3 separate regions of the Danio rerio genome follow, and regions 1 and 3 are each linked to region 2. A link is a contact called in public Hi-C and Micro-C data. All regions are on one chromosome and are shown on one strand. Each heading gives the region's core, a stretch centred on a gene start, on an enhancer-like site or on the middle of the called end of the contact. The rest is flanking DNA. Distances are from core to core; before and after follow the strand shown. Region 1 holds the start of cmtm6 (CKLF-like MARVEL transmembrane domain containing 6). Region 2 holds the start of atp2c1 (ATPase secretory pathway Ca2+ transporting 1). Region 3 holds the start of rpp25l (ribonuclease P/MRP 25 subunit-like).

Region 1 (2,888 bases), core at 189-2,688, 180 kb after region 2:
ACTGTGGAGGTCATTTGAGTACAGATAATTCACGCTTTATGACATGACGCGTTATCCTGCTGAAAGACGCCATCAGAAGATGGGTATACTGTGGTCATAAAGGGATGGACATGGTCAGCAGCAATACTCAGGTAGGCTGTGGCACTGACACGATGCTCACTTGGTACTAATGGGCCCAAAGTGTGTCAAGAAAACCCCCCCCATTACACCACCAACAACCTGAACCGTTGTTACAAGGCAGGATGGATCCATGCTTCCATGTTGTTGACGGCAATTTCTGACCCTACTATCCGACTGTCACAGCAGAAATCAAGACTCATCGGACCAGGCAACATTTTTCCAATCTTCTATTGTCCAATTTTGGTGAGCCTGTGTGGTCTTCTGCTGCTGTAGCCCATCCGCCTCAAGGTTGGACGTGTTGTGCGTTCAGAGATGCTCTTCTGCATACCTCAGCTGTAACGAGTGGTAATTTGAGTTATTGTTGCCTTTCTATCAGCTCGAACCAGTCTGGCCATTCTCCTTTGACCTCTGGCATCAACAAGGCATTTGCACCCACAGAACTGCTGCTCACTGGATATTTTGTCATTTTCGAGCCATTCTCTGGAAACACTAGATTGTGGTTGTGTAAAAATCTGCAGTTTCTGAAATACTCAGGCCAGCCTGTCTGGCATCAACAATAATGCCACACTCAGTCACTTAAATCACATTTCTTCCGCATTCTGATGCTCAGTTTGAACTGCAGCAGATCATCTTGCTCTGGTCTACATGCCTAAATGCATTGAGTTGCAGCCATGTGATTGGCTGATTAGAAATGTGTGTTAATGAGCAGTTGGACAGGTGTACCTAATAAAGTGGCCAGTGAGTGTAGGTTGGGAACCAATTAAGGCAGAACAATAGTGATTTTTTTTCTTTTTGGTTGAACTTTTCTTTAGCTTATAGTCTCAAGCTTTTTAGATTCTGAACATATACTATTTTAATACATTTTTATTATTAAAGTGATATTTTTTAATGTGCTAATTAATATCTTCAACACTAATAAACCACTAATAAGCATTCAAACTAAAAAAATTAAGGCATGGCTAAAAAAGTAAAATGAATAGTTCATCCAAAGCTTTATTTTTTGCCATCAATTTCTCAGCGTTCACTTGTTTTAAATCTGTTAAACAGAAAAAATATGTTTTTTAAGAAAGCTGACATCCCTATTTGTGTTCCTAAACACTCAGCTTTCTTCAAAATATCTTCTTTTGTGTTCAACAGAATAAAGAAACTCATAATGGTTTGGAGCCACTTGAGGTTGAATAAATAGTGAGTAATCAGCATTTTTGGGTAAACTATCCCTTTAAAGCGATCTTCATGAAGTGTTTTGAGAGCCTGTCACAATCCCTGACAGGAGAAGTGAAAAAAATCGCAGAACAAAAATCCCAGAAACACCCCTGTGGTGCACACGCAAGTGGTGTTGACTTTAGCAGCCTCCGTAGGAAGCCCTTCCTTCATTAAAACAAAACTGAGGCAGGGCGGAAGTGAAACAAGTTCTCCGCACAAAGGACGAGTCGACGTAAACAGAGCATATTAAAACAACCATCCGACCAAACAAACAGGTATTTCAGTCTTGAAACTCTATTAATATTACTATCACACGTAAGCGTTTGCATCTGCATCACTTGAGTTTGTTTATATCGATCGCTTTATATTGATATACTTTGTTAGCTCAGACTTGACTTTGACTTTTTTCACTTTCGTTTCTATAAACGTGAAATACTGCTGTCGGTGTTTTGTTACGTTGTTTATTATGCGATATGTTATCTATAACGCTAAATTATTGCTCTTCTGGTTTGTAAGTGCGAACATCTGTTATAGTTAAACTGTTTTATATGCTTTTCGTTATCAGATTTAGCTACAGTAAATACAGTATGGCCACTCAAGACCCGGTGTATAACACCACCACAACAGCACCAGCACAGGCAAACAAATCTAAAGGATGGTTCAACGTGCCATCAGAAAATCTGGAGACAATACGATTTGTGATAAAAGTGGTCGAAATGGTAAGTAACACATATTCCTACCGTAACTTACTTTAATGTGGTAAAGTTGGTTTTATATTCGCATATTCGTTCAGGGACAACTTCATTTCTATGCTAGCCTACTTTGAAGATTCAGTGTGAAATCGCATAAGTGTGACTTCAAAAACAACATTAGCACTATTTATATGATTGTGAACAGTGTTGCACTTTGATAGGGAAGTCATATTAGCAGCTAATAACTATTCAGACACTTTTCTGAAATTATATTATTAGGAAGTCCAATATGTGTGAATATAAAACCAATTTTACCTTAGTCTAAACTTTAATGTTGTCTTGCATAACACACAATCTGTGAACATATGCAGCTATGAAAAAATAAGACTACAATGTACTGCCTGACAAAAGTCTTTTCGTTGGTCCCAGTTGTAAGAGCAACAAATAACAACTTGACTTCTAGTTGATAATTTGGAAAAATGTCAGAAGGTAAATTATTCCGATGAATCCTCTGTTGAACTGTATCCCCAATTATCACAAATACAGCAGAAGACCTATTGGAACCCGCATGGACCCCAAATTCTCATAGATATCAGTCAAGTTTGGTAAAGGAAAAATCGTGGTTTGGGGTTACATTCAGTATGGGGGCATGCGAGAGATCTGCAGAGTGAATGGCAACATTAACAGCTTGAGACATAAAGACATTTGTTCTGCCCATCACATTACAAACCACAGGAGAGGGCAAATTCTTCAGCAGGATAGTGCTCCTTCTCATACTTCAGCCTCCACATCAAAGTTCCTGAAAGAAAATAAGGTCAATGTGCTCCAGGATTGGCCAGCCTAGTCACCAGAAATGAATGTTATTGAACTTGT
Region 2 (2,946 bases), core at 414-2,913:
GCTACATTAGAGCTGCATAACTGTGAAAGAAGAAGGAATGAATAATAATAAAACAATGATTGTGTTGACATTTAACACTGACATTTGAGACTTGCCATGTGCTGAGGAAGACTAGCGACGTGATGTGGAAGACTAGCTGAGGTAGACTAGCGATGTGAAGTGGGAGATTAACTGAGGGAGTCTAGCTGAGGCAGAATTGTGATGTGGGAGACTAGCAATGTGGGAAACTAGCTGAGGTAGACTAGCGACATGATGTGGGATATTAGCTGAGGGAGACTAGCGATGTGGGAGATTAACTGAGGGAGTCTAGCGATGTGATGAGGAAGATTAGCTGAGGAAGACTAGCGATGTGATGTGGGAAACTAACTGAGGGAAACTTGTGATGTGATGTGCTGAGGGAGACTAGTAATGAAGGAGACTAGCTGAGGAAGACTAGCAGTATGATAGTATGATGTGAGAGACTAGCTGAGGAAGATTAGCAATGTGATGTGCTGAGGGAGGCTAGTGATGAGGGAGACTAGCTGAGGAAGACTGGCAGTATGATGTAGGAGACTACCTGAGAAAGACTAGCGATGTGATGTGCTGAGGGAGACTAGCTGAGGAAGACTTGCGATGTTAATGTGGAAAACTAGCTGAGGGAGACTAGCGATGCAAGGTGCTGAGGAAGGCTAGTGATGAGGGAGACTAGCTGAGGAAGACTTGCGATGTTAATGTGGGAAACTAGCTGAGGGAGACTAGCGATGCGAGGTGCTGAGGAAGGCTAGTGATGAGGGAGACTAGCTCCTACTCAATTTTGAATCATTGCAGTTCTCTAGTTTTGATCACTTTATTTCCCCACATAACAAAGAGTTTTTATTGAAGTGTTTTGGTTATTTTGTAAAACACTGTTCTACTAGCACCAAGAGCCAAAACCAGAATTACATTTTTCTGAAAAAAATCAACTGTTAACAAATTGTATAATTTTGCTTTACACCAATCCAGATCAAACACAAATAAACCAACTAGAATCTGAAGGAGCACTTGGTAATTTAAGACCGTTGCGTTTGATCAAAGTTGCAGCTCAACTCTGCAGGACGGTAAATCTCCTGGAACAGGGTTGGCCACCCCTGCTTCACACAAAACAAACACATACTCTCACTTGACACTTTATTTTTTGGTATGCCTGTTAAAAATCATGTTACTGCAAAGTTTAAAAACTGTTGTCAGCATCTGAAGCGTATCAAAAAATTCATCAAAGTTGTCCTGAGACAAGAACGGGTATTGTTCAATGAACATTTTGGTTTTAGGACTACTGTAAAGAACTTTTTTGATTTACTTCAAATGTTGTTTAGTAGCTACTAGGTTATATCATCACTTGGATTTGCTCAAAGTGTATATTAAAACCGCTCCAATCAATACATGAGTAAAGTCTAATGACCACGAACGCATTACTCTACATTACTCATGTAATGATTGGAGCGGTTTCAATATACACTTTGAGCTAATCCAAGTGATAATATAACCTAGTAGCTACTAAACAACATTTGAAGTGGATCAAAAAGGTTCTTTACAGTAGTCCTAAAACCAAAATGTTCAAACACACCTGATCAAACACGCATGTCTTTCACACCCATTACAGGTCTTTCAGTCTCTACTAATGAGCTGATCTGAATCAGGTGCGTTTGGTTTAGCATACTCGGAAAAATGTGCAGAGCTGGTGGTCCTCCAGGAACATGGGTGAGAAACTCTGGTCTTATAGCATAATAGGACTTCTTAGACAATTAGTTTAATAATTGAGTTTCAGGTAACGTTATGTTGGCTATCTACGCTTTTTGATGGAGCATTTGTCAGCATTTAACATTCATTCACCGTGCATGTAGTTTGCACTCACCCATCAGTGTGTAGGTCTGGTAAAGGAGCTCGTCTGTTCTTCCTCAGGATAGACAGCGGGGAGGTCATGTTTACAAAACCACTTGAGTGTTATTTTTGTCCTAATAAAGACACGTCATCTAAAACGGTAAAAAGTAGAACTTTAAAAAGACAACGATAACTTACTAATTCTCAAGAACACGATGTTGAAAACAAATATTGAACGTGTTTGCTGAGTTTGACTTTTACTTTGGTTAAATGTGGATGTTTACAGTGCGGAGATGTTTGATCAGTTGCCACTGGTAACAGGAACCCTCAAACTCCACTATGCGGCGCTGCTCGTCTGTCAGAAATGACTGAAGGACAAGGATCGCCACCGTTATAACAATTCAATTAATAAAGTAAATATATACGGGAATAATGATTTTCATATCAAAGTTTGAAAGAAAAGCAACAAGCACTGGTCTAGTACTGATTGTATTATTATTTCCATATGCTGTTTTTTATTATAAATAATATAAATTATTCATGAATATTCCTTCGGCTTAGTCCCTTTATTTATCAGGGGTCGCCACGGCGGAATGAACTGCCAACTTATCCAGCATATGTTTTACACAGCGGATGCCCCTGCAACCCAGTAGTTGGGAAACATCCATACACACGCATTCACACACACTACGGCCAGTTTAGTTTATTCAGTTCACCTGTACCATGGTCTGTGGGGAAAACCTGAGGACCCGGAGGATACCCACGCCAACACAGGGAGAACATGCAACTCGTACCGCTTCGCCACCCAACTAGCCCCAAGTAGTATAAGTAATTGAATATACATTTTTAAACAGTGATAACTCCCTCTATTATTAAAAATTGTAAATATAATTTATGCAAAATTTTCCCAGAGATGGGTTACGGCTGGAAGGGCATCAGCTGCGTAAAAACGTGCTGGATGAGTTGGCGGTTCATTCCGCTGTGGCGACCCCGGATTAATAAAAGGGATGAAGCTGACAAAAAAAATGAATGAATTTATTTAAAATTATTTATAAACAATGTACTATACCATAGATGTTGAAAGAGACTACTTGATTTAATATAAGTTAT
Region 3 (2,700 bases), core at 170-2,669, 130 kb after region 2:
ACTCATTATTCCAAGTTACAAGTTTTTGACAATCCTTTTTTTCCTTTCTGAATACAAATTAGGAGCAGTGTACTTGACAAACAAGCAGCTAAATTTAAAAGAATGTCCAAGGATGTCAATATTTCTCACTCATATTTGTACATTTAAAAAGGTTCAACTAAATCTGAGTTTAGAAGAAAAGCAAGCCTGATCAATAGCCTAGGACAATGTGTGTTTGTGTTTACCTGTCAACTCACTGGCTTCAAAGTTGAGCAGACCAGACCAGACCAGTGCAGTAGTACAAATGTAAGCCCTACCACATTAAAAAATCCAATAATAGGCTAGTTAACTGTACTTTTTATGGCTCAAATGTATGCGATAAATATGCACTCAAGCATTGAACGGGTCGGTTATTTTGCTACAAATTTTTCTGCAATTTCTCGGAGCATTCCTATTGTGCGCCCTTTACTCTTCCTTTCTCCTGGGCTGCTTTAGCTCATTTCCCGCGCATTTAGCTTGAAAAAAATCTATTTAAATAATAATAAAAATTCATGTTCAAATTTCATTATAAATTTAGCCAATGATTGAATCGAATTCTGAAATTATCAGTTTATTTTTGTAGGCTGTAATAAATTTAAATAATATATATATTTTTTGTATTTACCATGACCGATGGTCAGTCCAGGCGTGAGTGAAACAGTTTATATCGATCAAAAATATTTAAAAATATTAATTTTAGTGGGGGCCCTGCTGTGCCCATGTGCAGCTGTAATTTACTGTACAGTCCGACAGACTGGCTGCATTTACAGTTATTTCCGAACAGGCTCACTCTGCAAGGCTGCGACAAGTTAATTCTGAACGCGCGGTGGCGCTGTGTTCTTATAATTGAGACATTTTGACTACCTTCAGCGTTGTTGAGCAAAAACAACAGCTGTATATCAAAATTGATAGTCTGTCTTTATGCCCATCCTCCTCTTGTTGTAAACCTGTTTGTTGTGTTGTGTAAAGGAAAATATACTGAATATCATTTTGTTAATTTAAGAATTTTTTTCCCTGCTATGGATGTCAATTTTTAGGGGTAAAATCTCGCTTTGACAGGGATTAGCAGAACATAATATTCAGTTTATTCCATCACAACATATTAAACTAAAGTAGGCTACATAGGAAAATATATTAAGTATAACAGTTTTATAGTATAAAGTCTGAATTTAATGTTAAATGTAAAGCTGAGTTATTATAGCCTAGTCCTATTCTTAAATGAATATTCTTTTCATACTATATTTGGTGATTGCTTGAGCTTTCTTCTTAGTGAAAATTACCTTTTGTCATGCTTTATTAATCGAGTTTAACCATAAGTTTTTAGATCAATTCGTAAAAAAAACTACACTTCCCATGAACACGTGCGGCACTTTACGACAGAACTTACAGGCACTCGAGCTGACGTCACGTGCTGATACATGTGGATAAGCGGTCTGTGACACAACATTTCAATATTTTAAACTGTGTCGTATTACCTGTAGTTAACCCTGCGTTTAAGAAATAAATTTGACGCCTTACTCCTGCATTTCATTCACATGGAACGACATGAACCAGCAGTTATTTAGAAAACCTGCCGCAGCCGCCTGAATGTGCTAGCCGGATCGCTAACCCACTCTAGCAAAGAAAGTAAGTTTGTGAAATATTTCACGTCAAAACTAGTATATCACATACACATAGTCAGTGCTTAAGGGTAATCATCATGCCCCTTTAAAATAAGTACTTTATTTGTCATACAACCTGAAATCAAATATCTTTTCCAACCTTTGAAATGTTTTTGTAGTCTTCACCTACCCTGAGCCTATCTAACTTACAACTATCCCCAAGCTCTTTTCATAGCAGGGTAAAATGTGGGTTTGATTTAAACAGCAAACAGCTAATTGTGTTCATTTTATTTATATTCAATCATTAAAATTGTATTAATTTATAAAAAAAATCTATTTTGTTCTGAGTTACACTGCTACTAATAGACTAAAGAAGAATATTATTACCTAAAATCCATACATTTTTATGTACCATGGTGCAACGGACCCCAAATCTCACGGTTCGGGTCACATTATGGCTTTCTAGTCACAGATCGGACCATTTTTCAGATCGGCCAAAAAGGGGAGGAGGCAAATGTAATTTGTTTTCTATTTATTACAAAAAAAAAAAAAAAAAACAGTACTGCAAGACACTTTTGATTTTAACAAACAGAATTAAACCTGTAATCTTATTAAAAATAAAATTAAACAATCAGCTGAATAAAAATAAATTGTAAAATATTCAGTACTGTGAAGAATTGATTGTTACTGCCACTGTTCCTGATAATGCTAGACTTGTGTTATAATTTGTACAACCCATATTTATTTTTACTCATAATTTTAATAAATGATTCAGTTATTGACTAATAAAACTTGTTTCATTGCTACATGTCATTTTTGAAGAATTATTCAGGGTCATATTTTTGATGGCTGGTTGTCGCCACTCATTGGTTTAATAATGTAAATGCTGCCTACAACTTCCATTTTTGAGCGTCAAGCTAAATGCATATGACGGTCATTTTAATCGTTACCATGGGAACGAGTGGTTTTCTAAACTATTAACTGTTTTCTCAGTACTTCTGTGTTACTTGACTGTTTATTATTTCATAACTAACTCAAATGACTGAAGACTCAATCTCTTATGATTAATAAACATATGCAA

What was found. A called contact is a pair of places that touch in the nucleus more often than the background predicts.
Region 1: a contact with region 2 is called in a Hi-C map of hematopoietic stem cells, with 4 times the contacts expected there. The contact joins the promoter of cmtm6 here to the promoter of atp2c1 in region 2. A contact is called at or near these places in 2 of 18 Hi-C or Micro-C datasets (caudal fin and hematopoietic stem cells).
Region 3: a contact with region 2 is called in a Micro-C map of caudal fin, with 14 times the contacts expected there. The contact joins the promoter of rpp25l here to the promoter of atp2c1 in region 2. A contact is called at or near these places in 2 of 18 Hi-C or Micro-C datasets (caudal fin and hematopoietic stem cells) and 2 of 4 datasets of contacts at active chromatin or transcription factors (embryo and gastrula embryo).

Annotation. Positions count from the first base shown.
Region 1 is chr16:45,905,836-45,908,723 of GRCz12tu, reverse strand. cmtm6 (CKLF-like MARVEL transmembrane domain containing 6) reads left to right here and starts at 1,438. Exons shown (of 5, transcript NM_001044756.2): 1 at 1,438-1,598; 2 at 1,889-2,042. The coding sequence starts at 1,911. It also overlaps a transcript of si:dkey-11p23.7 not described here.
Region 2 is chr16:46,087,604-46,090,549 of GRCz12tu, reverse strand. It overlaps atp2c1 (ATPase secretory pathway Ca2+ transporting 1), which reads left to right and starts at 1,663. Exons shown (of 27, transcript XM_073926529.1): 1 at 1,663-1,716. The coding sequence starts at 1,684. ubxn11 (UBX domain protein 11) reads right to left here. Exons shown (of 15, transcript XM_073926546.1): 3 at 2,098-2,204; 4 at 1,871-1,988. The coding sequence starts at 1,938.
Region 3 is chr16:45,953,729-45,956,428 of GRCz12tu, reverse strand. It overlaps rpp25l (ribonuclease P/MRP 25 subunit-like), which reads left to right and starts at 1,419. Exons shown (of 2, transcript NM_001002540.1): 1 at 1,419-1,644.